Regions from separate parts of the Mus musculus genome. Here region 1 is linked to region 2. Evidence: chromatin contacts called from public Hi-C data. All regions are on one chromosome and are shown on one strand. The core of a region is the stretch at or near the end of the contact, and the rest is flanking DNA. Distances in the headings are between cores, read along the strand shown. Region 1 has its middle 48 kb from the start of Gm34972. Region 2 overlaps Gm34799 (a long non-coding RNA gene).

Region 1 (4,008 bases), core at 53-2,552, 250 kb after region 2:
GGGTGCAGGGCTTTCCTTTAAGATCAATGGAGAGAATGAAGGATGCATAAAAATCTTATAGACTATTCCCAACTTTATATGATTCAGAAAATGAATCTCAGCATGATACCCAGTAAAGCAAACACCGTACTTAAATAGCAAGGATTTTTTTCCTTGTATTTCATAATCATGCTCAATATTTGTCTCATTTTGTAGCTATGGGGAAAAAATAGAAAATCAGAGCAAATAAGAATGATAAATCCAATTTCCCAATTTCCTGTCCAGTAAGCCCTCAGCCCACAGTGAGGACTGACTGGCTCGGCAACATGTCGTGGTTCAATGTAGGAGCTAGGAATTAGATACCTGAAGTCCTAACTGGCCATGTTAGAGGGAAAAGGTTGTGAGGTGGAAAATGTTCTGAGACCCAGTACCAGAGCTACAAGGAATGTAGGAAGAGCCACCAGAATCCCCATCTAACACCTGCTTGAATCCAGGACGGCCAACCTGGCATCGACACAGGATCTTCTCCACTGCTGTGTTGAACAAAACAGACACTTACATTTCTAAGGCAATTTTCCTCTGTGTCTGAGCCAACTTTAATTGCAGAAATCATCTAGATGACAGGCTTTTATTACATCTGTACAGCATCTCACAGAAGTGCTTGCCACACAGCAGTTGAGAAAGGTCACCTCTCTGGCTGTCAGGGCTATCCATCTTGACCACAGAACACATCGACCTACCTGGGTAGCCTTCTCTGGTGACACATTTAAGGCCTTCTAAGTCTTTTAGACCATGACACAGCCCCTTGTTACAACTGATATAAAAGGTTAAAGTCTCTGACACAATTCTCACTGTCAGGGTCTCAGGGTCTATCCCAGGGCCTCTTAGTTTGTTTATTTAGTGCTTTTTAGACAAGATCTTCAACCCAGACTGACCTTGAAATCCTTATGTAGCTAGGGGTGGCTTTGAACCCCTGATCTTCCTGCCTCTGCTTCCTGCGTGCTGGAATTAAAGGTGTGTGCCACCAGGCTGGATTTGGCTTTGCTGAGGATGAATCTGGGGAGTTGTGCAGGCACTCTGCCAACTGAGCTCCATCCCAGCCCTCCTCTCTCACTTCTGTAAACCCCCTTAGAGGTGAGAAAGGAAAAAGCTACAAAGAAACACCAAGCTGGGGAAATTTGTTCACATAATCTTGAGGCAGAATATTTTTTGCTTAATTTTTAAACAGAACCATGATGTCACCAATTGCAATTACAGCCTGGTGGTTTAAAGTCCCATATGTTTGACAAATAGTGCCAGTCATTTGCCAAGTCTAAACATAACTAGTTTTCCCTCAGTCACAAGCTGTCTCCTTGTCTTCCACCAACTTTAGGATTTGGTTTCTTCTGCTCTTCTTGAGATGAGTGTCCCTGAAGACCTGGACAGATGCAAACTGTTTTCCTGCCTGCTCTGGTCTGTTTGCCAGGGAAAACATTCTATAAATTCTTTCAGAACCTCCCTGGTAATGAGTTTCTGTCCATCAGTCTCTGGATTTGGGTGAAGCATTCCTCCTGGCTATCCATGACAATGGGTACAACTGCCCTGAATGCATCAAGACCTACCTGGCCTGAGGGCCACCCATCACAGGCCTGTTTCAGAGGCAACAGAAAGTGCATGGTCTCCCCCCATTCCTCACTTCCAGCCATCCGTAGACACTTTGTAAAATCACCATCTGCATCTCAAACAGCTGCTTTTGTATTTTTACAAACTCATTCCCAGCATGGCTTATGTGCCCAAGCTGAAATTTCATCTCAAGAGTGGCTTCTGATGTACCCTGATTCTACAGTTGGGAGAGAGGATCGAATTAAGGATGTGGTTAAACCACATCCAGAACTAGGGAAATGCTATAGTATCCTTGTCATAGCAATACAAGTCAAATATTAAACTCCCGAGAGGCTGTCTCATTTGTATCCGTATCCATGATTTACATCCCAATTACTCATCACCATGGGAACCAGGTATTTTTGACTGACTAAAGAAAACATTGCCAAGATACAGATATCCTTTGGGAATGGGCTCCCCCACCCCCTTTTCAGTGCTGGGAATAAAGCCAGGTCTTTACCTATACTAGGAAAGCCCTCTACAGCTGCACTCTGCACCTAGTCCAAGCTTGAGCCTTTGGAGGGTGGGTCGTATTCACTGTAGCTCCTGTCCCGACACCAGATGAAACTCACTTTGTCTTTAAACACAGTATGACTTTACCTGGAGGACCATGAATATCTAAGTGTCAGACCCCATCCCAGGCCTGAACATCTGGCTCAGCATTAAGCAGGTGCTGTAGATGCCATGGGACTGGGGAACACGTTGTAAGGATGGGCTACTGGACCAAGGCTCTGAGATCTCACAGACAACGGATGACTGGGAGAAGAGACCCTGTGACTAAAACTCCCATTGAGTGCCTCTCCAGGTATTCCTTGACACGTCTGCCTGAGTTGTTTCTTCTTAAAATAGGTCTCAAGAATTTGAGCTAATCACAGTTTCTGGCATCAGGACAACTGTGGCCCTGATATTTGTCAAGTGATCACAAACAGACTTACTGAAAATTTAATTTTGACCTGACAGGTATGTTTTTTACATGTTAGTCAAATGCCACCAAATTATTAAAAGCACACCATGGAGAATTAACCAGAGTGATCCTCTCCCATAACAACCACACCCAGCAGGACTTAATAAGAAGTAATGGGCGGTCTCTTCAAAACCAAAGGCATGGAAGAAGCTAGGTTTCTTAGTTTTGAAGTGTGTGTGTTTGCTTTGTTAGATTGGCGGACACATGGCAGCTCTTCCCTTGAGGCTTATGGGGAGACTTTGGAGAGATATAAGGCAGGATCCAGTGAACCTAGACTTCCTTCTACCCCTACAGTGGGACAGGCTTTAGAGAGGTTATTTCTTGAGATCTGCCTACCTCTGCCTCCAGAGTTCTGGGTTAAAGACACACACCACTGCTCTGACCTTTGAGGGGTACTTTACTAAAACTGCATATGCCAGCCTGGCTTCTAACCCGGAGTGTCATAGACTGGGTGGCTTAAACGAATAGCATCCATTTCTCAAAGTTTTTAAAGCTGGGAAGGTACAGATCAAGTCACTAACAGATTGATGTCTGATCAGAGTTAGCTTTTTGGAATGCAGATGGCCACTTTCTGATTATATCCTATTCCAAGCAGAGAGCAAAAAAACAAGCTCTTGTGTCATACTCATAAAGGTCTTAAGAAGGAGAAAACCCATTAGGGACTCTACCCTCATATCCTAATGCCTTCCCAGAGGCCCCACCTACCTCATGAATATTCAGCCAATAGCACAGGTAACACAACTCCCACCCTCACCCCACGCTCCAAAGAACGGAAGAAATATCTGAGTGTTGTTCAAATCCATCACACCCTAAATTGAAGACCAGAGCAGAGTTGGTCGTGGTTTTGGTCATCCTGTTTAAATGTAGCTTGTTATGCAACAATAGGCTACCAGAAAAAAATCTATATGCATAACCTGGACACAAAGTGCTGCTATGACAAAAACCACCTGTAGCTTTGGGCTGGAAACATGAGGTGCAGGTGGAGAGAGGTCTGAAAGGGATGAGCTGGTAGAAGTAAAGGTAAGAAAGAGGTTTTAATGGGCACTGAAGTAGAGATCACCCATGTACTGTGAGGATGGAAAGTTTCAGGTTGCCACAGAAATGTATAAGATATATCTATAAATGTATGGATCTGACTTTGAGGTTTAATTTCCAAAGGCAAAACTTCAAGATGAACTTGAACAAAATGAATAGTTAATTTCTTAAGCAGAGCGTAGATTTGGGACTTACTAAGTCTGGGGGGCAGGTTCTCTGTCTTTTTCTTCACCTTTCCCAGTGAAAGTTCTCCAAGGAAAACGAATGGCTTTACTGCAAAGTCCAAATCTGTGATGTCATTACAAGAGCCATTAAGGTCTGAGAAGATCTAAGGTAATGTCTCACAGATCAGTTCAGAGACAGAAAGCCCTGCTGGGCTTGTCTCAAAG
Region 2 (3,544 bases), core at 308-2,807:
TTATAAGAATGAACGTGGATAACGAGAGACCAGAGAGTACTCTTCATATCCAGTCCTAACCACACTGGAATTACTGCAGGGTCTGTTTGTCCCTTACCCCATGCAGATTCAGAGAGCCTCTTCTTCCTTCCCTCCAGTTGAGGTGGATGGGAAGGGAGGGTGTGGTGACAACTAGGGAACAAGACCAATGAGACAGGACTAGGATAGGGTTAGAAACCCCCTGGCCCTATAAGCCAAGACAAAGGGAGAGGGCACAGAAATGGCTGTACTATGCTTCCAAGCATGTCAATGTCAAGGCTTCTCCTAATAAATCAGGGCTGTGAACAGATCGCAACACACTCTGAGACACTAGCGGACACTTGTTGATGTCAAGTACCTCGAGGCCTTCACACTATACCTGCATCAGAGCATCAAAGCTTGAGAAGTGGATGCATTTCAATGGAGCCACTTACTCTTTCATTTCAAGTATATTCCTCAATAGATTCTTCAAGTCAAACAAAGGTACAATTAATTGAATCATAGACACTGAAGAGCACAGAAATAGAACCACAGATGAGAGCTCTATTCACACTCTAATTGCTTCCTGCAAACATAGGCCTCTCCAGACACCACTGCCTTAAACTGTACCTGTGCACCCATAACCCTATAAACCAAAAGCAAACAACAGCCACATATGTGGACCAAACACACTTTCAGCCCTATGCAAACATTAGGAATCTAGATCTCCATAGACCAAGTTGCTTACAGTAGTGTTGTCAAAAGGCAGAGGACTTGTCCCAATACAAACCATAAAACTAGGAAGTTTAGTATGCAGTTGGGTGAATCACAGAAGATTGTGACCATTCTAAGACAGTGAGGAGATGGCTCCGTGGCTGCAGTACTTGCTACATACGCATAGGAATCTGAGCTTGGGTCTGCAGCATCCATATGAAAGGCTGCTGGTAGCAATACACAGCTGTAACCCGGCATGGGGCAAGGACCCTGGGGGCCCCATGACCAGCTAATTCAACAGACATAGTGAGCTTCCAGGTTCAGTGAAAGAGTGTCTAAAAAAAAAAAAAAATCAGTCAGCAAAGCAATGGACAGAGGCAGCTCAATGTTAATGCTGGCCTCTACACATTCTTGCACACATGAGAGAACCTGCACAAATACAGATACACACATACTTACAGGAAAACTGGGATTACATGTGGGCAAGATGTTTCATACCACACTGCTGTTGGTGCTTAAGGAAATGGCAGGTCACCTGACATGGTTGTCATGCTCCAATACCACCTCCAGATGGCATAAAGACCATCTCAGCCTTGATCCACAAAGGAAGGGCCAGGGGCACTATGGATCTCTCCCTACTGTACTTTAGGATTTAATGTTTGAAGCACACGCAAAAGTCTGTGGTCCAGCATTGACTTAGTTCTGCCAGAGCCGGGGACCTGGGAATGGTGGTTTTGTCCTGGATAACTGGGGAACCACCAGCTGAGTGCATCCCAGGCTGAGCACTACATGAAGCCAGAAATGTTTTTCAGAAAGCAAGAACAGGAACGAGATTGACTTGTTTGTCTGCAGCCACGATGAGTCATTTGGCTGTGAATAGTTGCTGTTGGCTATGAATGGCCACTGTTGATAGAGGGGCAGAAGAAATATCAGATTCTTCCAGCATCTAAGTGTTGAGTCCAGGAGTCAGGCATAAAAAGTGTTTGGGGGAACTACTGCTGACCCTTGCCAAATTTTATTCGTTCATGGCAAAATGAGGGGGAAAAAATGACAGAAGGAGTTTTCTGTAAACTTAAATACAGTCATGAATATTGTCTTATTTGAGAAATTAATTTTCCATCCTGCCTTCCATGTCAAATATCCTTTTCCTTGTGCAATTATAATGCTCTGTAAGATAGAGTAGCTATTTGATTTTGTTTATGATGTCCTTGCTGGCAAAACATGAGATGGGTGACACTGTCAGTCTGCACTTTCTCTCTCAGGCTTTTACCAGCTGGGAAATGGAAAAGTGAAGCCGAGAGAGAGAGCAGGAAGGCAGCTGCCATGAGGGGTGAGGGGCCTTTACTCTCTTTCATTATAAACTTTTGGCAAAAATGACTGAATTGTCTCAGCAACACCCAAGAGCTCTGGTGAGTGGCTGGCTCTGTGTGTGTGTGGGGGGGGGGGGGGGGGGGCTGAGCACCGGAGTGTCCTCCTTTGCCTCCTAGGCCTCCATTTATGTTCTAGGCCAGAAAAATAGATGGAGGACCTTTTTAACATGGAGCACAAGGTATTAAACAAATGTCACTATGTCAAGCGCCTATGTCCCTCATTAGAATTAAAATCCACAGTGTCCTCATCTTTCTAAACACAAGTCATGCCAAGATGCAGTTCTAAGGACAGGAGGCAGGCAACGTGCTCTGCGGATGAGTCTGGAGAAGAGTGTGGGTGAGGGGCTGTGATTAGTGTTTCTTGGTTCAAAGTTGCCTCCCGATCACTTCCTCTCTGGGAGTCTCTTTCCAGCCAGTTTCTCTTAAGTCTTTTAGAGCAGCGCGTCCTTCACCTCCTGGAATTTGCTGTTTCCTTTGTTTTTTGCTCTCTTGACCTACAGCAGTTCATCTCTCTAACCAGGGCCACTTGCTATAGAGCGTTTCCATCTCCAAACGTCTGGCACAGGTTGGACCGGAGACAAGCATGTCTTCTTCAGTTTAACTGTCTGGCGGGACAGACCCCTCCCACCAGAGTCCTGTAAATGGGTTCACCCGCACCTCTGTTCTTGCATCGAACAGGTCTGCCTATGACCCCATGCTTCTCTCTTGGCAATCATTTGCTCAGTCACTCAACAGATTTTATTCTCGAAAGTATGTGAAGAAGTGGCTGTGTTCTCAACATGTGTGATGCTCTCATCCTCAGTGGCTTAAATGTCTCTCCCTCACAGGAGAATGCCTTGAAGGAGGTGGTGTGGCCATTGCCATTTCCAGTGCTTGGCACAGAGTGTATATGTAGACAGTGCTCTGACAAAGAGAAAACAGCGTAATCATGTCCTTTTGAGGACACTCTGTGTCCTGGGCACTAGGGAAGCAACATATGTATTAATTAATTATGTCATTGAAAACTCCACATTGTCCTACCCCTTATTTATTTATTACCCCTTCTACAAAAAAGAAACTGGGGTTCAGAGAAGTCAAGTGATTTGGCCAAGTTCAAGCAGATGATACCTGATAGAGTCAGGATTCGAGCACAGAAAATTGGTTCTAAGTTCTTCTCAGTAGAACATTGCACCATTCAGTCACAATGCTTATTGAATAAGTTAATGAATGGACACACCCCAGGAAGCAGAGATGATAACATGGCTAATAAATGCTTGCTATGTTAGCAAGCACGAAGCCCTGAGTTGGATCTTCACAACTCACACAAAAAAATCCCCAACCTGTTGGCAGGTAGAAGGAATCCCAGAGCTGGGGAGACAGGTGGGTCCCTCGGGCTCACTGGCTAGCAAACATAACCAAATAAGGGAGGCCTGAGCCAATGAGAGCCTGTGCCTAAAAAAAAAACCGAGGTAGGCAGTACCCTA

What was found. A called contact is a pair of places that touch in the nucleus more often than the background predicts.
Region 1: a contact with region 2 is called in a Hi-C map of cortical neurons, with 2.7 times the contacts expected there. The contact joins two enhancer-like sites. A contact is called at or near these places in 4 of 484 Hi-C or Micro-C datasets (cerebral cortex, cortical neurons and muscle stem cells) and 1 of 115 datasets of contacts at active chromatin or transcription factors (pancreatic cancer cells).

Annotation. Positions count from the first base shown.
Region 1 is chr17:10,096,634-10,100,641 of GRCm38.p6, forward strand. No RefSeq gene overlaps it. Among named protein-coding and RNA genes, the nearest start is that of Gm34972, 48 kb to the right of the region's middle. Within about 2 kb of position 1,303, at least 23 of the 459 cell types and tissues checked have an H3K27ac peak or open chromatin away from gene starts, as enhancers often do. A contact at or near this core is called in cortical neurons and pancreatic cancer cells, where this site is marked.
Region 2 is chr17:9,844,369-9,847,912 of GRCm38.p6, forward strand. Gm34799 (a long non-coding RNA gene) reads right to left here. Exons shown (of 2, transcript XR_003952248.1): 2 at 340-3,544. Among named protein-coding and RNA genes, the nearest start is that of Gm34799, 61 kb to the right of the region's middle. Within about 2 kb of position 1,558, at least 40 of the 459 cell types and tissues checked have an H3K27ac peak or open chromatin away from gene starts, as enhancers often do. A contact at or near this core is called in cortical neurons and pancreatic cancer cells, where this site is marked.